Regions from separate parts of the Mus musculus genome. Here region 1 is linked to region 2. A link is a contact called in public Hi-C data. All regions are on one chromosome and are shown on one strand. The core of a region is the stretch at or near the end of the contact, and the rest is flanking DNA. Distances in the headings are between cores, read along the strand shown. Region 1 overlaps Anks1b (ankyrin repeat and sterile alpha motif domain containing 1B). Region 2 overlaps Anks1b (ankyrin repeat and sterile alpha motif domain containing 1B).

Region 1 (4,918 bases), core at 1,557-4,056, 170 kb after region 2:
GACTGTCACTTAATAGCGAAGAGAAAGACTTGAGTGTCTGCTATTGCAGGTAGTGTGGAGCCAGAGGGAGGACATGGCTAAAAGCTAGTACCAAATTGTTACATTGTTACCACTTGTGACTGTAACAACTGGTAATAGTCACAACTGGCAGGGAAAAAAAAATTTACCTCAGCAAGAAGACAAAAAGCTCAACCTTAGGGACCCATGAAGTCCCACACAATATCCCCAATCATTCCAAACAGGAGTTTGTTGACCACTTATTATGTGTTAGAGATGGCGCTACCCCAGATGGTTGAAAGCACGCTATGAAAGCAAGGATGATGAGCGGTGAATGGTCATTGCTATTGCATAGGAAGAGACAAATCATCACTAACAACAGAATTAAGCATTGTCAGCACAGGTGTACCTCAAATGCAGGAAGGGGTACTCCAAAGGTCTGGCTTTACAAACTGCAGCAATAAAGTCTCTGGCCAGTCACTTAAGTGTGCGTTGAAAGTGTTCCAACAGACATGAAGACCATGGTAGATCATTCAGAAGACGCGCCTATTAAGGCAGGCTCTATGTGTGACGGGAATGGGTGGGGCTCGGGAAGTAAAGTTAGAAAGATAATTTTGGACTAGCACCTCAAGTGCTCTCTTAGAAGGTTTGGCTAATTCTATAAAAAACGCTGGGAGTAGCAGAACAGCGGGAGAAGATCTTTCACACTAATATTCTGGCGTTGGGGGATGGGTGGGAGTGGAGGACTGTGAGCAAGAGAGGCCTTTGGTAATGGAGAGCCTTGCCAGCTGTGGGGACAGACAAGAGGAGGAAATCAAAAATCAGAGATAGATAAAACATGGTGATATTTGTCTGTGAGAGTAAGACAAAGGGAAGTATCAAGGATGGGTAAGACTTAACAGCCTAAGCAAGGAAAAATTCCTTTTTACAGAAATATTCATGTTGCCGACTAATCTGGAGTCACATGCTACTTCTTTAAGAGCTACAGAGGGGGAAGAAATCAATTAAATTTTACTCTACCATCCTCCCTAGCAAATGCTTCCTAAATATAAAATGTATCGTCTTCATGTTCCATAAAGCGAAATCATATGTCAAGATAAAAGTGCAGCAAGTCACTAAGTATTATTTTTAAAGTTACCAAGCTCATGACAAGCATCAGTGTGCCTTGATGTTCCCTTAAAGCCATTGCACTGTAGCAAATGGCAGAGACCATAGAAGTGGACATTGGAATCCCAAAATCAAGGACACAGGATGACCATGTCCCTCTCAAATTCACCGTAAATAGAATTTCAGAGTCAGTAGGGAATCCGCCCATTACTTGTGGCTTATTCACATAATAGATGTGGGAATAAAGGCTAGAAGAGCTGTCATCCTGTTATTCTTCAGCACTGATAATTTTAACAGTTTCACATCTTTTTTTATTTTTGATGTACTTATCCTTTAAAAATTTCGGTGTAATGCAGGACAGCTTTTCTTTGCTGGGAGATAAACAGCCAGGGCAGCAGTGTATATGAAAGTCTTCCCTAAGTAACCAGGTGTCCCCATCTCCCTTTCCCAGAGTCGTTTACATATTTACATTTACATCCCATATGCAGAGTCATTTATAAATCTTACTCTGCTTTGTCAGTCCTGGAAGAATGACAGCAAGGTCGTCCAGGATAGGCACAGAAGTATCTTCCTGGCTTCTCCACCCCTGTCTTGGTTCTGAACTTGAGCATAATTCCAACAGTCCATAGCTGGCTCGCTGACTCTGAACCTCAGACCTGAGCCTTAGCCTACTCTAAAGATCAAGCCAAAACTGATAAGGTGTGTGTCTGCGGCTGCTCATCAAATAATTCCTGCAGCTCCCCTGTCCTGCTGTGCTACCCCAGTTCTGTTTAATTGGCAGGTCCTGAATCCTGTCCCAACCTCAGTCTCTCCCTACCCTCCACAGGGCATCACACACAACCTATTACTTTTTAAAGCATTTTTTAATTGAAAAAGTCTTTTTCAAACAATGGATTTTGACCACATTTTCCCCCAATTCCTCGTAGATTCTTCCTTTCCACTCACCCAACTTTATAGTCAAAAAAAAAAAAAAAACCAACCAAACAAAAACAAACATAACCAAACAAAACTAAAATAATCAAGACCAGTTTTTTTTTAATGCCCAAGCAAAGTAAATTAAGACAAGAAGTTTTCAAAAATACCATTGAGTTGGTTTTGTGTTGACCAACTACTCTTGGGCATTGGGCCAACCTCAAGGTGTGGTTGCTATAACCAGGGAGACTCCATTGGAGAAAACTGATTTTTTTTTTCCTTTGCCAGTAGCTATCAATGGCAGATAGCTTCTTGGTTAGGGGTAGGAGCCTTCTCTCTGTCCTAGGACCCCCTTCTGGTTTTAACCTGTGCATGTGTATGCTGCCACAGTCTCTGAGTTCACAGAACACCTTACTTTTTAACCAGAGTTTTAACCAATGGTTCGCTTTGGCTAGATGACTGTGGCCTGATATCTATTGTCAGACTTAGGACCTTCTGACTGCAGGATTGAGGACAGCCTGGCCCGGAACCCCTAGACTGTGTGGGAGGGAGCATGAACCTCATGCACACTTGAGTACTTCTTTATCTTGGAGGGATGCTTCCTGCTGAAGTAGCTGCTTTAACTGTGCCCTGCTTTTGCTCTATGCCTCTTGAGCGGCAATTTACCTCAAAGCATAGCGCCTTCCATCACTATTGCGTTTCTATCTGTTCCTCCGTACTTGTTTCACCCCAGTAGGAGGGAGGCCCACTTTCCTGGCCCTAAAATGGTCCCATCTGTCTCATCCTGCTGCAGCAGCTGATCGTGCCCAGAAGAATTGGACATGGCGTGTTCTGCTCTTTAGCTCTCTCCATGCTCCAAGTCAGAGTGGCCCCGTTCCCTGGGATGGTCTATTTTTGATGTTTCAGTCACCTTTCCTTGAACCTATCGAAACTTGCTACTACCAAATTCTGCTTCTCCGAGGTCTCAGAACCTTTCCAGTCTCCTTGGATTCTGTCTCTATACACGGTTTCCCTCCACGGTGGCAGGATTGGATTACTTCCACCCAACAGACTGGAAAATTTCTCATAATGCCAGACCATGGGCTGGTGTTGAATAGCTGAGAACCGGGTCAGAAAATCAAGTGCTGGGGATTTATTTCAACTGACTTGAGAGGAATGTACAGATGAGCAAGCCAGTTTCTGTTTAATGACTGGAATTCCTGGAGCCATTCAAACAGGTTCAGATTAGCTGTCAGTGTGACTAAGGTCTCCACCTCAATTCTACATGGGCATAACTGCATCCCAACAGGAAGTAATGAGAACTCAAATGAACGCTTCCTTCTGCACTGCCTGGAAGTCTGACTCAGAGTCTTGGGCAACTCATTCGTGGTCCTGTGTCCTAATTTCACCAACCATGAAGCCCAAACAGACACTAAGGATACTGTGTCTTTCTATGGCCAGACGCATGCTATTTATAGAATATTAGACTTTGAAGTAGACATTTTTGCAATCATTGCAGTATGTAGATTCTAATTAGTCCCAAGAGAGAGGGAAGAATTATGCACATTCGATTGATGAAAAAACTGATACCGAGAAGTTAAGTGACGAGGATGAGGCCATTCCGCCAGCCCGTTGAAGGACTGAGAGTTTCTATATAAATGCTGCTCACTTTCAGTTTTCAACAGATGGTTCACTCATAGAAGCTTTTACGGTGGTCTTTTTGTCTTATTGACAGTGTCTTTTGCCTTGCAGAAACTTTGGAGTTTTATTAGGTCCCATTTGTCAATTCTCGATCTTACAGCACAAGCCATTGCTGTTCTGTTCAGGAATTTTTCCCCTGTGCCCATATCTTCAAGGCTTTTCCCCACTTTCTCCTCTATAAGTTTCAGTGTCTCTGGTTTTATGTGGAGTTCCTTGATCCACTTAGATTTGACCTTCCAACGGAATGGGAAAGGATCTTTACCTATCCTAAATCAGATAGGGGACTAATATCCAACATATATAAAGAACTCAAGAAGGTGGACCTCAGAAAATCAAATAACCCCCTTAAAAAATGGGGCTCAGAACTGAACAAAGAATTCTCACCTGAGGAATACCGAATGGCAGAGAAGCACCTGAAAAAATGTTCAACATCTTTAATCATCAGGGAAATGCAAATCAAAACAACCCTGAGATTCCACCTCACACCAGTGAGAATGGCTAAGATCAAAAATTCAGGTGACAGCAGATGCTGGCGTGGATGTGGAGAAAGAGGAACACTCCTCCATTGTTGGTGGGATTGCAGGCTTGTACAACCACTCTGGAAATCAGTCTGGCGGTTCCTCAGAAAATTGGACATAGTACTACCGGAGGATCCAGCAATACCTCTCCTGGGCATATATCCAGAAGAAGCCCCAACTGGTAAGAAGGACACATGCTCCACTATGTTCATAGCAGCCTTATTTATAATAGCCAGAAACTGGAAAGAACCCAGATGCCCCTCAACAGAGGAATGGATACAGAAAATGTGGTACATCTACACAATGGAGTACTACTCAGCTATTAAAAAGAATGAATTTATGAAATTCCTAGCCAAATGGATGGACCTGGAGAGCATCATCCTGAGTGAGGTAACACATTCACAAAGGAATTCACACAATATGTACTCACTGATAAGTGGATATTAGCCCAAAACCTAGGATACCCACGATATAAGATACAATTTCCTAAACACATGAAACCCACGAAAAATGAAGACTGAAGTGTGGACACTATGCCCCCTCCTTAGAAGTGGGAAAAAAAACACCCATGGAAGGAGTTACAGAAACAAAGTTTGGAGCCGACATGAAAGGATGGACCATATAGAGACTGCCATATACAGGGATCCACCCCATAATCAGCATCCAAATGCTGACACCATTGCACACACTAGCAAGATTTTACT
Region 2 (4,988 bases), core at 2,472-4,971:
GGTGGTATGGACAAGGGAGAGATGCTCTCTTTGCTTCTCTTGTCCCTTGCCACCTATGACAGATAGGAGAGCTAGCCCGGATATCAAGAGAGTGTTCTGGTCTTGTGTCTCATTGGCTGCAGCACTCAGAACTGTGGGCCCTGTGCCTCACTGGGCAGCAGAGTAAAGCTGGCCCTGATTGTGGAAGGTGCTGGTGAGCTGACCTCAAGGGCATGAGAGCAGGAGAGCTGTCAGGCTGACCAGTTCAGATACCTCTTAGGCCCAGATCCAGGGCTTTGAATTGGCCCATCCCAACATCTAACCCTTGGATGGACTGCTGGAGTACATAAAGGGCATGGTCCTACACAACCAAAGCTGAAGGATCTCCAAGACACAGGGCAGCAACAGGATAGCTGAGAGGAGCCCCAATGAGGATCCAGTATTGATAGTGTAGCAGAAGCTAGAGGCCTTGTACCAGACTGATGAGTCATTGCAATAATTATTTGTAAGCAAAGTGTGAATAAAAGGGGTATACTGTAGGATACACTGTGACACACTAAAGTTTCTACAATGAGATTTTTTTTTCCTCTGTGTGGGGGCAAGGGTAGAGGGCAGGTATGAGGGCAGGGGGTGATGAGTGGGATTGGGGTACATAATGTGAAATTCACAAAGAACCAATAAAAAGTTAAAAAAAAATAAGCCGACTTCAATTTCTTATAGAGGTAAAAAATAGGTAGTTATTTCATAAATCAACAATACTATTATCTTTATTCCAACAGTAAAGTCCATCTGAGGCAAATATATGGATATTGAGAGTTCATGCTTTTTTTCCTAAGGTATAATATTTTGGTAGTACATATTTTCTGGATATGAAAATCTGAATTTGTTTCTTATGTATTTTACATAGATGTACACATACATTCCTCAGTCCTTGTTCTGTTCCATTCAAAAGTGCTGGAGAGATAAACACTATTGATCAGATATGACTTCCATGTAGGTATTGTGTGGGCAGCTTCTATTATGAGTGAGTACCTTAACAAAAATAAAAAGCTTGGATAACAATAGGTTTCCCTAAATGTGAAGATTGCAGCATGGTTGCTTCCCTTTACTCCCTAGGCCTTTTGAATCTTGAATTAGAAAGAATACAGTCAGACAATACCAGAAGGCAAATGATCACATGGTGCAAATTGATGTACAGGAAACACATAATACAGAGCTACTTCCTATTTTATCAAGATACATTTTTTTTCCTTTAGAGGAGAAAATAACCACCTTTTTTTGAGTTCTGTATTTTGGAAGTCAAGCCAAGCATGATGCTTGACCCAGAATTATAAATATTCTGCAATGTATAACTGAAACACTTGGAAAAGCTTTCTAAAGAAATTCTGGAAATGTCACCTGAAATGGAGTTTCATAGCTTCAAATCACATAACAGCTAGCCTGGCATCAGTTGAGGTAGGTGTGACTCAGTGGTAGTGATACCCATCATAATGAGAAATAGAAGCAGGGCTTCAATGTCCCTATGCCACCAAGAAGTCGGTATTTCTAATAAAGGCAATGCATGAGGGTAGAAGTGGGTAAGGGTGAGAAAGGGGAGGTTGCTATCTTGGAGGTTAATGAAGACAAACAATAATGATAGCATGCTTCCCTAGACAAATAATTAAGGTGGGAAAGCAACCAAAAGAGGGGACTAAAGGCCAGCTCTATCATGAGGTTCCTATTTGAGTTTTGAGTGTCCATCTACCATTGAGAGAGGGACCTACAGTTAGGGCAGCAGGAAGATTTTTTTCCTTGGTGACCCACGGACCTTAGGAGTGTCTTCCCCGGTGTGATTTGTGCCAAAGTGGGGCTATATTAGGATGTGAAAATAGAAGCATTTATAAAGATCTGATTTGTGTATAAAATTGCGCCACCCTGAAATGAGTAATGAAACTGTGCTTATAATTATGCACCTGCTCCTCGAATATAGCCCTTAATTTCTATTCTTGGAGTCATCAGGTTCTATTACCCCCTTGCCTAAATGATTGCAGTAACCTTCTAACTGGCCACCTGCCTTCGGTCTCTTCTCAGTCAAACGCTTCCTCTTGCTCCCCACTGCCTACTAAGCATGCAACATGACAGCCAGCATCCTCTGTGATCTGTATCCAAAGCTGCATTTCTAGACACCATTGCTTCCTTCCATGTGCTTGAGACTTCAGCCAAATTGGCTAATCACCGTTCCCCAAACATCCTCCAGTGTGGTGTTTCTAAAATGCAGACAGGATCTGGTTATTGCCCTACTTAAAACTCGTCCCAACTTCCTTTTATTGCTCCATAGGAATCATCCTGAAGTCCTTGGTCTACAAACCCTCTGCGCCTCGCTCCTGCAAAGTTCTTCCTCCTTATCTCCGACCACCAGACCCCAGTCCACTGCCCTCAAAACCTAAACCCAGCCATCTGGATCTACTTTAAATTATCTGGACAGGTCAACCCATTTCTTGCCCTTGGGGTTTAGTTAAAGCTTTCCTGCTATGTTATATTTTAGTCTACTCACAAGGCCCCATGTTCAACACAATAGAAAAAGTTTCCTTTTTAAGTGCAAGGAAATCGGCTGCACAGAAACCTCCCCAGCTCAGGAAACCCTGCTCAACCTTCTTACATACATCCACCACTCATTCCTCATGCTACCTCAGTGCCAAGTACATGTTTTTGACATCGAAGCTATCTTTTTAAAAATTAACCATTTCCTAAGATGCCCGTGATGTCCTTCGGGACTGGGACAATGTTTATATAACTCTATGAGGTTAGCAGTTCACACAGTACAGAGTACAGTCCAAAACCTCCTTCGGTCCCAAGGCCTGTGAATTAATTGCTTACTATGCTAAATGGATATTTGCAGAGAGGATAAAACATGACAGGTACTCCTAATCTATATGCCATTGCTGTGAAATGCTAAGGTAATTCCTCTCTCTCTGTCTCTCTCTCTTCCTCTCTCTCTGTCTGTCTGTCTGTCTCTGTCTCTCTCTCTCAAAAGGAGCACTGTGTATATTGTAAAGCGATACTTCTCAAACTTTAATGTGCCCTAGAGTCGTACACGTGTCTTGGGAAACCAGTGCCACTTCAGTACGTCTGAGTCGAAACAGTGATTCTGCATCTCTGACAAGCTCCTCAGAGATGTCACGGTATTCATTTGGCAGAGGCCACTGTGGAGGAGGATTTCATGTGGGAGGTTCAGAGATGGATGACACGGGGGACAGAACTCACTGGAAGGGTAGGGCTGCTTACTGGTTTCTGCTGAGGTTGCCAGGCACATACCCATGCAGGCTTTAATTGAGGCTGTGCTAGAGCGAGTTGTCTTTACTGCTTTTTATTACTCTTTAAATGAGGCCCCTAGTGCCAAGCTTTTCCCCTGCTCACTCCCCCAGCGTGATTCAGCCTGTGTGATTTTCTCTGTAGAAGAGCTCCCCAGATGCCGTTTTTTTTTTTTTTTTTTTTTAAACTGACCTGAAGCTGAGTTCTCCTGTCTGCTTCCCATAAATTTAAACCATCTCTGTCTTCATTATCGAAGCCCTGGAAATCCAATCTTTCCCGTCTTCAGAATCCTCCCCCAGCTGCCTAAATTGTTTCGCCTCCATTTTCATCCCAGACAGCTTTTCTCTTCCCGGCGAGCACCCCAGCTTCACCTCTGCCAAGGCTGGTACCCAAGCAGCCGCTGCTGTGATTGATATGTGCAGCTCTCATTCGGAAAGCTGCACTGTGCTCCCTACCCGCTTTCAGAGCAACCTGAAACAGGCTGGAGTTTTGAACTGCAGGGTGGCCCAGGAGAACACAAGGGCTCCGTACTGTTGACTGATCAAATGTCATGAACGAAAGGCAAATGTAGGAGAGATGCTGGAGATTTGACCGCAGCTGTAAGAGCCTGCGGATGCTGGCAATATGATGCTGCCAATGCTTTGCTAGTGTCAGTTTATAATTAGAGATGCCATATGAAGGGGGAATTTTGACATTTACTGCTACTAGTTTACTTTTTCAGTGATATCTAGCTCCGTATTACAGTTCTGTCTCTCTTCTGGAAAAGTTGAGTAAATCTAGAGGTGTCATAATCAATCAAGAAAGTCATAAGAGCATATCATGTCTAAAACGCATATTTATGAACACATACAGATATATATTCTATAAAGCATATAGATTGTTAGTACTCATTTAATTGTATTTAAAATTTTATAAAATTAAGGTGTAAAATATAGTTTAGAAGGTTAAGTGGCCATAGTTTGTTTGTTTGTTTGTTTGTTTGGTCCACCAGTGTTCAATGAACCTACATATATATTTTAAACACCAAATAATGAACTTATTGAAGTCTCTTAATTGATACTTGCATGTTCTCTCAAACTGTATGTAAGTTGAGTCCCTAAATATCAAATATCTGACATGCTGTTTAAAATACAAACCTGTTTGATTAGTTTGACACTGATGGAATTAAAATTAGCTCCATTTTCCTATTGGTTATAGGTTGGCATATTCTTTAGTAGTTGAGTTTGGAGCTTATAATCATTTTGGAAGAGGTTTTGGTTTGAATCAGCTCCTTGAAGCAGGGAAGATCAAGCAACTTTGTATATGAATGCTGGAAACTTCTAAACATAATTTGCTCACATTTTCAAGCCCAGATATATCAGTACAAGCAATGTATCTTTAACATCTGCAGAACACCTGCATCCATTAAATGCTCCCCCTTTCAACCCAATCTTTCTCAAGCAGGGATAGGCAATCACAGAAGAAAAAAGTCTTGGAAGGAATTACAACCCTCAATGTAGAAAACAATCATGAGTTGTAGGATTTTAGAGTTGGAATAAACTGTAATTCAACACACCACTAGAGTGAAATATAATAATTATTCTCAAACACCACATGCGCGTACGTGCGTGCGCACGCGCACACACACACACACACAAATACACACATTCTTTCTCTTTCCTTTGGCCTTTTCTAGGGACTCCCTCTGTTCACATGTTCAGCTGTTTCAAGTTGCCCCA

What was found. Hi-C and Micro-C count contacts between places; a contact is called where the count stands out from the background.
Region 1: a contact with region 2 is called in a Hi-C map of muscle stem cells, with 2.6 times the contacts expected there. The contact joins two enhancer-like sites. A contact is called at or near these places in 6 of 484 Hi-C or Micro-C datasets (cerebral cortex, cortical neurons, embryonic stem cells and 2 more).

Annotation. Positions count from the first base shown.
Region 1 is chr10:90,597,100-90,602,017 of GRCm38.p6, forward strand. The region is part of intron 15 of Anks1b (ankyrin repeat and sterile alpha motif domain containing 1B); the gene reads left to right. Among named protein-coding and RNA genes, the nearest start is that of Apaf1, 480 kb to the right of the region's middle. Within about 2 kb of position 2,807, at least 9 of the 459 cell types and tissues checked have an H3K27ac peak or open chromatin away from gene starts, as enhancers often do. A contact at or near this core is called in muscle stem cells, where this site is marked.
Region 2 is chr10:90,428,985-90,433,972 of GRCm38.p6, forward strand. The region is part of intron 12 of Anks1b (ankyrin repeat and sterile alpha motif domain containing 1B); the gene reads left to right. Among named protein-coding and RNA genes, the nearest start is that of Anks1b, 560 kb to the left of the region's middle. Within about 2 kb of position 3,722, at least 41 of the 459 cell types and tissues checked have an H3K27ac peak or open chromatin away from gene starts, as enhancers often do. A contact at or near this core is called in muscle stem cells, where this site is marked.